2 separate regions of the Mus musculus genome follow, and region 2 is linked to region 1. A link is a contact called in public promoter capture Hi-C data. All regions are on one chromosome and are shown on one strand. Each heading gives the region's core, a stretch centred on a gene start, on an enhancer-like site or on the middle of the called end of the contact. The rest is flanking DNA. Distances are from core to core; before and after follow the strand shown.

Region 1 (3,059 bases), core at 210-2,709:
GGTGACCAGGAGGGAGTGACTGCGGAGAAAAAAAGTACAAGGTGACAGCAGGCAGGAGAACAGGAAAGCTACAGGGTCAACAGTGACCAGAAAGGCCTGGGGCTGGTCCTAGAGATTGAATGTCCCACAGCTTCCAGAACTGCTTTGGCTTGCAGCAAGAATCCCCAGGCCAAGTCTCCCGCTTGAACTCTGATTCCCCAAGGGCCATTTCACTGCCACGGACGTTGGGAAATAATGGAGGCATTGTTGGCGGCAAGCCAGATGCCCAACAGTGTGGAGCCGCCCCTTCCCTAGTCTAGCCATACATGGCCCCCGCCCCACTGCCCTCTGCAGCAGCTGACACTCAATGGCTCACATCTCAGCTCACCCAGCACCCATTTCACTCCAAGCTAGTGTTCCCTGACCTCGGAATAACAAGTACAGAGCAACATGAAGGGACGGCTGCAGGCACAGGGCTCTTTCCGAGGCAGCAGCTGTGCTGGGACCAAGTGGAGAATCTTGCGTTCTTTCATTCATCCTTCCCATTCTGGGGTCTGATCGGTCACAGTCCTAGGGATGGAGGCAGAACAGGACAAGAAGAGGAACCAGGAGGGTGGCAGCAACCTGCTGATTCTGCAAACACTTCTAGGGTGTCCCTAATTGTTACCAGGGCACTATACCCTGCTGGATTCTAGTTCCTACCAGGAACTGCATAGGTCTGGCGCTGTCTCCTGGCTGGGTAGTAGGAGCCCTCAGTGAGGGCTCATGCAAGGATAGGATGATGGGTTCTGGTGGGCTCACCTGTTCGAATGGGGATGAGATGTGGAAATCCAGGTGCAGGGATTGTTCTAAGGAATTGGGGTGGGGAAGTAAGGGTAGATCTCAGGGCTTCCGCAGCTCAACCCTTTTCTGGCCTAGAGTCTTGGTGTGTTCCCGCAGAGGACACCGGATCTGAGGTCCTAAGAATCGTTCCTTCTCGCTGTACTGGCTCCAGGAGGCACTTCTAGTGGTGGGGTCCAGAGTGTCAGAGTTGGGGGACCTTCAAATCGAGCTCCTCGTAGCTCTACTGTGGCTTCTTTGCCACCACGTTCCCTCGCGATGGCTATCAGGTTGCCCTTCTGCTGACCAGGTGTGGTCTCAATGCTGTCCAGCTCCGGTTCAGAGTCTAAACGTGAGCAAAGAGAACGCAGTTCCCTCCCTGCCGCTTCCCTCGGGACCTCAGCCTTCCGGGAGGCTTAGCGAACTTGCTTGGGGCAGGGGCGAGCATCTGTAGGAAGCCTTGAGTGGTTACTGCGCTGTCTCCGTCCTCGGGAAGTGCAAGCCAGACGGCTTCTAGGCACCTCGGTTCCGGCTGAAAGGTGCACAGTCTCCAGTGGCCTCCAGTGGCCCCGGGAGCGTCTCTGCGACCCCCGGCCCAGCCCCGCCCCGCGGCCCCGCCCCCCACCGCTCCGCCCTCCGCGGGCCCGAGGCTTGGCGCCCAGAGGCCTCCCGTGGGCACAGCGCCCAGCAGCGACACGAGTCGCTCCGACGCCAGCTCGGAGTCCCTGCAACGGTGGCCTCGCCAGACCCAGGGGAAGTTCAGGGTCGGAGGGCGGCAGCACCAGGCACCTGGCCCCATGGAAGCTCGCGGGGAGCTGGACCCGTCCCGGGAATCCGCGGGCGGAGACCTGCTGCTGGCGTTGTTGGCGCGAAGGGCTGACCTGCGCCGAGGTGGGTGCCCGACGGAGAGGCTGCACTGAACAGGCCCAGATGTCCTCGGCTTTTTCTGGCCCTTGTGCGGAGGCCAGCAGAAGCCAAGGTATCTGGACAAGGGTGTGTCTGAGGGGCTCTGACATGGCTAAGCAAAGGCATCTCAAACCTCCAAAGTGTGTGGCCCTCCTGGTGCTGTGTTGTCCTGGCTTTGGGAGCCCTTGGTGATCCAGGAACGGTTTAGGAGACCTTTTGCAGCTCTGAGCTGGCTGAGGCCCCTGAGCTGGAGGGAGCATGTGAAGATGTTTCAGGACTCAGGAATCAGGGAGCAGGAGTTTCTCCTTAGGAACTGCCTTCACTCAGTTCCTTTCCCCCCATTTTCAGCGAGATCAGGTCTGGGTCATGCTGAACTCATCTCCCCTGAGTCGAGTCTTAGTGTCTGCACCGGCAGTTTACCACTAGGCTGGTGGTCAAGACGCGATTACAGGGAAAAGTGGAACTTGTCCGGGCCCCCAGTTTCTTGATCGTACCAGTCTTTTTGCAGGGCTTTGGTTCTGGGGAATAAAAGCGCTCTCCGTTTTCAAGCTGAGAGTATAACAGGATAGGAAAAGAGGAAGTTAGGCTGGCAGAAGGTCTGTCGAAGCAAGTGGGAAAAGGATTCTATGCAGACTGGGGGTATCGGATATGGCCTACTTGCTTATTTATTTATTTATTTATTTATTTATTTATTTTCCAATGGTTTATGGGATGGGTTACCCGCAGGAGCTGGGAGGAAGAGATGGGAGGGGGGATGAGAAAGGGAGGGAGGAAAGCTTGGTAAGCTAGGCTCCAGAGAGAGTTCTGTGAGGCTTGCTAGAGCACTGTTGGCTCCCGAGGCTCCACTGGGCCCTCCAACTCTGTGTAGGAAACTGTACTGAGACTGGAGTTCACCATGCCACGTAAGCAAGAGGAGATCGAGGGTGGCTTCACTGGGAGGCTTGACGGTGGCGACGGCTTTTGTAGGAAGCGGGTGTCCCCGTGTCCCTGCTGTGGGCTTCTTGGCCGAGGCGCTGTCCGTGCCTGGGTGCTGAATTTGCAGTGTTTGGCCTGTCTAGCCACCTCACTCTCTTCTGGGTATCCTTGTGGCCTTACGACGGCTCTGGTGGTGCTCTGGTACAGCTACAGTCGATCTCCACGTCCACACTTGGAGATGTGGTTTTGCTCAGGGTGGGACAGCATCCATCGCAGGCTTGTGCCCAGTGCTGGAGGGAGGTGGGGCAGTCCTTTTCTAATTCCTCCCACCAGTGGAGGCCAGCCTGAAGCTAGTTGTTTGCAGCTAGAGATGTAAAGACACTTGTGTGGGTATGAAGTGAGTGGGCCCTGGGTGCTGCACATGCATCTCCTTTTTCTAG
Region 2 (3,059 bases), core at 176-2,675, 88 kb after region 1:
TGCCTTCCAGCTCTGAAGAGTCATGGCTGGTTGGAATGGGGTTGGATGCGGGTACCCATGGCGATGTTTCTAGGGGTCACCCTCATCTGAGTCACACCTGTGTGGACTTTGAGACCTGTTTTTGCTTTGCTTTATTTTTTTATTATTTTTTTATTTTTTGAGACAGAATCTTATGTCATTCAAACTGGCCTTGAGCTCACTCTGTAGCTGAGGATGACCTTGAACCCCTGACCCTGCAGCCTTCTAAGATCTGGGATTACAAGTATGTGTCCTTATACCCTACTCCAGGTTTGGCCTTTTGGAGAAGTGAGCAGAGCCATGTGGTAATGCAAGAGACACTTCCTCAATGCAAGGGGCAGTCACCACCAGCCCCCGGGACACTGGGCTTTAGCTGTTCCTAGCAGGTGTATGCTTCCTGCAGCTGGCCAGTGGGCGAGTGTATAAAGTCTGCTTTGCCTGAGTATAATCAGGTGATGAAGGAGCACTAGAGTCTGTTTAGGACTGACTTGGCAAGACTCTTCTACTCAGGCAGTATGAGCAGCCTGGCCCTGAGTTATCATGAGAAGCTTGGTTAGCATCTAACATAGTTTCTCAGATGTGGGCAGCTCTTCTCAGAGCCTTGTCCACCATTGCCTCCTCCTGGGATTTGTTTTTTTTTTTTTTTTTTTCCTTTCAGCCTTACAGCATTCTCACCCCCATCCCCTGGCTGGGCCCCGACTACAGGAGAAGCAGCAGCATGTGATCTGGCCCGAGGTGGCTGCTCTAGCCTGCTCTCCAGTGCAAGGATCCTGGCAACCTCTGTTGCTGTTTTAGCAGATTCTCACTCTTTCCTAGGCTGTCTCCTGTTGGCATCACCTGCACTTCTCCTAGAGCCAGGCTGCTCTCTGCTGCAGTTGGCCAAGCCTGTCTTTGACATTGGAAGTTGGGGTTTTAGAAGCAGAGACCTGTGTGTCTGGTTCTCCCAGCCTACAGGCCTGTGTCCTCAATTTGGAGCTCATGCTGTCTCTCGCCCAGAGAGGAGTCTGAGCAGAGCAAAGCATGGACTCTGACCCAGGATCTGCCTGCCCTGGAGTCTGCAGTGCCAGGCCTGGGTTCTGAGTTAGGAATTTAAGGCCAGATTACTGGAGATTTTGCCCCCTCCCCAGGCTGTCCCTCTCTGGAATCCAAGCTAGGTCTCCAAGCAGGCTCTGCCTGGCCTGCTGCCCTTGGGATGAGGAGACCCTTGGTGAGAATGTTGCTGGCCCTTTAAGGGGAGGCTGGCTCCGTCTCAGGGGGAAGGAGGCTTTTTCTCTGGAGTTGTTTCCAGGTCCCTGGGGAAGGGCTGGCTGGGGCTCTTAGGAATCATGCCCTCCTCCCTGCACCAGGCCTGGCATCCTGGAGGGCACCCAGCCACAGATGGGCCTCCAGCTCCAGGCCCGCCCCTTGCTGGTGTCTGGGAAGCAGGCAGGGGTGGGGTGGGGCGGGAACAACTTGGGGCCTGAAAGTGCCCATATATAGTCACTGGGGGTGAGCAAGGAGTCAGGCCTGTGAGCTGTCTGATCCTGGGGTGGCTAGTGCCCCCTGGTATTCCAGTGGGGAGGGATTGCCATCTGAAAGGCAGGAGGATATAGGGTAAAGTGCACTGGGTCCAGCAAAGGCAGCCCCCAAGGAATGTTTATTGATTGAAAATAAAATGTCCCAATTCCTCTGTAGTTAGATCCAAGAATACTTTGAAAACTTCCATTTTGTAAAAGTCAGAAGTAACAGTATGTCCATAGTTAAAAGTGGTTGCAGTCCCTGGTGGGATTCATTCCAACATGAAAGGCTGAAGCCCCTTTTATGGGGGCTTCTGAGTGTCTCTTCTTACTCACAGCCCAATTTGGAGAGAAGGGCTTGCTTGCCTCAGCCTCTGATGTTTCTGGAGTCTCTCCATTCTGTCTCCTATGTTGCTGGTGTTGGTGTTGGTGGGGGTGGGGGTGGGCGGTGTGGGCTGCTACCTGTGGATGGGGCATTCCCTCCCCACTGGAGCCCCGGGCCTTCGTCCTTGGCCGGCCTCCTCTGCCCAGCCACTCTTTGCTGCACTCTTGACTCTGCTTTTAAAAATCACAATGTTAACACAGCTTTTGCTCATTTAATCTAGTTACTATTGTGCTGCTAAGCGCCTTTGTTAAGTTTTGTATATTGATACTTTTTGTTGTTGTCAGCAGTTTTTTTTTCTTTCTTTTTTTTTTTTTAAAGATATAAAGCCATTAGGGTGAGAGAAGATTAAAAAGATACATTACAATTAAAATGTTAATGAAATCTGCATCATACAACTTTTGAAACCCTTCAGGCATTTATCTTGCCTGTGTCATGTCCATTAACTTTGGCTATTCTTATTCCACACTGACCCCTGCTGAGAGATTTGTGCTATAATTGGATTTTTTTTTTCTTAAATAAAAAAAAGGGGGGGGGAAGCTTTTAAGAAAATAGAGGTTGAGTGGCCGGTCCTGGTCCTGAAATGAAGAGAGTAGAAAATGGGAAAGCCTGGCTCTCTCCCTCACTGGGCAAGCTCAGAGCCCATCCCTCAGCTTTAAGATGTGTATTTGGGGTGTGGTTTTACAAGAGGAAGAGCCTAGAGGGATGGGGGGTGTGAGCCTGAGGGCCAGGTTGGGGTATTGGGTATACTCATTCCCCAGGGAAGAGACTAGAAGCTGGAATGTGTGTGATAGGAGACTCCCGCCCCCCCATTACTCCCCTTTACCTGGGACTATTTAAGGGCACACTGGTGTTTCTGGCTAGGGTTTTGGGCTATGAAAAGGGGGGTTCCCCAGGTCTTCTTCCCAGGACAGTTGAGAGTTCAGGGCAGGACTGTGTGACTTCTGGGCAGGTGGGTTGGATGTGTGTGCATACATATGTATATGTATGTATATATGCAGATGTGTGTTCATGTGACCCATGGCCAGCAGCCTCTCTCTGTCCCCAGGACTGGCTTTCCCAGGACAGCTCTGTGGGCACCTGGCAGTGCTGGAGCTGGTCAGGTGGTTGGCAGTGGGCTGCAATAGACAGATTTCATGTCTATGTTTCTGCAACACCTTTCT

What was found. Promoter capture Hi-C pulls out the DNA fragments that hold promoters and counts their contacts.
Region 2: a promoter capture Hi-C map of 3T3-L1-derived adipocytes shows a contact between it and region 1, with 4 times the contacts expected there. The contact joins the enhancer-like site here to the promoter of Lhx3 in region 1. A contact is called at or near these places in 8 of 39 promoter capture datasets (3T3-L1-derived adipocytes, the SN4741 cell line, embryonic stem cells and 5 more), 2 of 115 datasets of contacts at active chromatin or transcription factors (both in embryonic stem cells) and 3 of 9 other capture datasets (adipose tissue, liver and pancreatic islet).

The regions. Positions count from the first base shown.
Region 1 is chr2:26,204,975-26,208,033 of GRCm38.p6, reverse strand. Lhx3 (LIM homeobox protein 3) reads left to right here and starts at 1,459. Exons shown (of 6, transcript NM_001039653.2): 1 at 1,459-1,689. The coding sequence starts at 1,596.
Region 2 is chr2:26,117,082-26,120,140 of GRCm38.p6, reverse strand. It overlaps a transcript of Nacc2 not described here. Among named protein-coding and RNA genes, the nearest start is that of Tmem250-ps, 22 kb to the left of the region's middle. Within about 2 kb of position 1,425, at least 86 of the 459 cell types and tissues checked have an H3K27ac peak or open chromatin away from gene starts, as enhancers often do. A contact at or near this core is called in 3T3-L1-derived adipocytes, adipose tissue and liver, where this site is marked.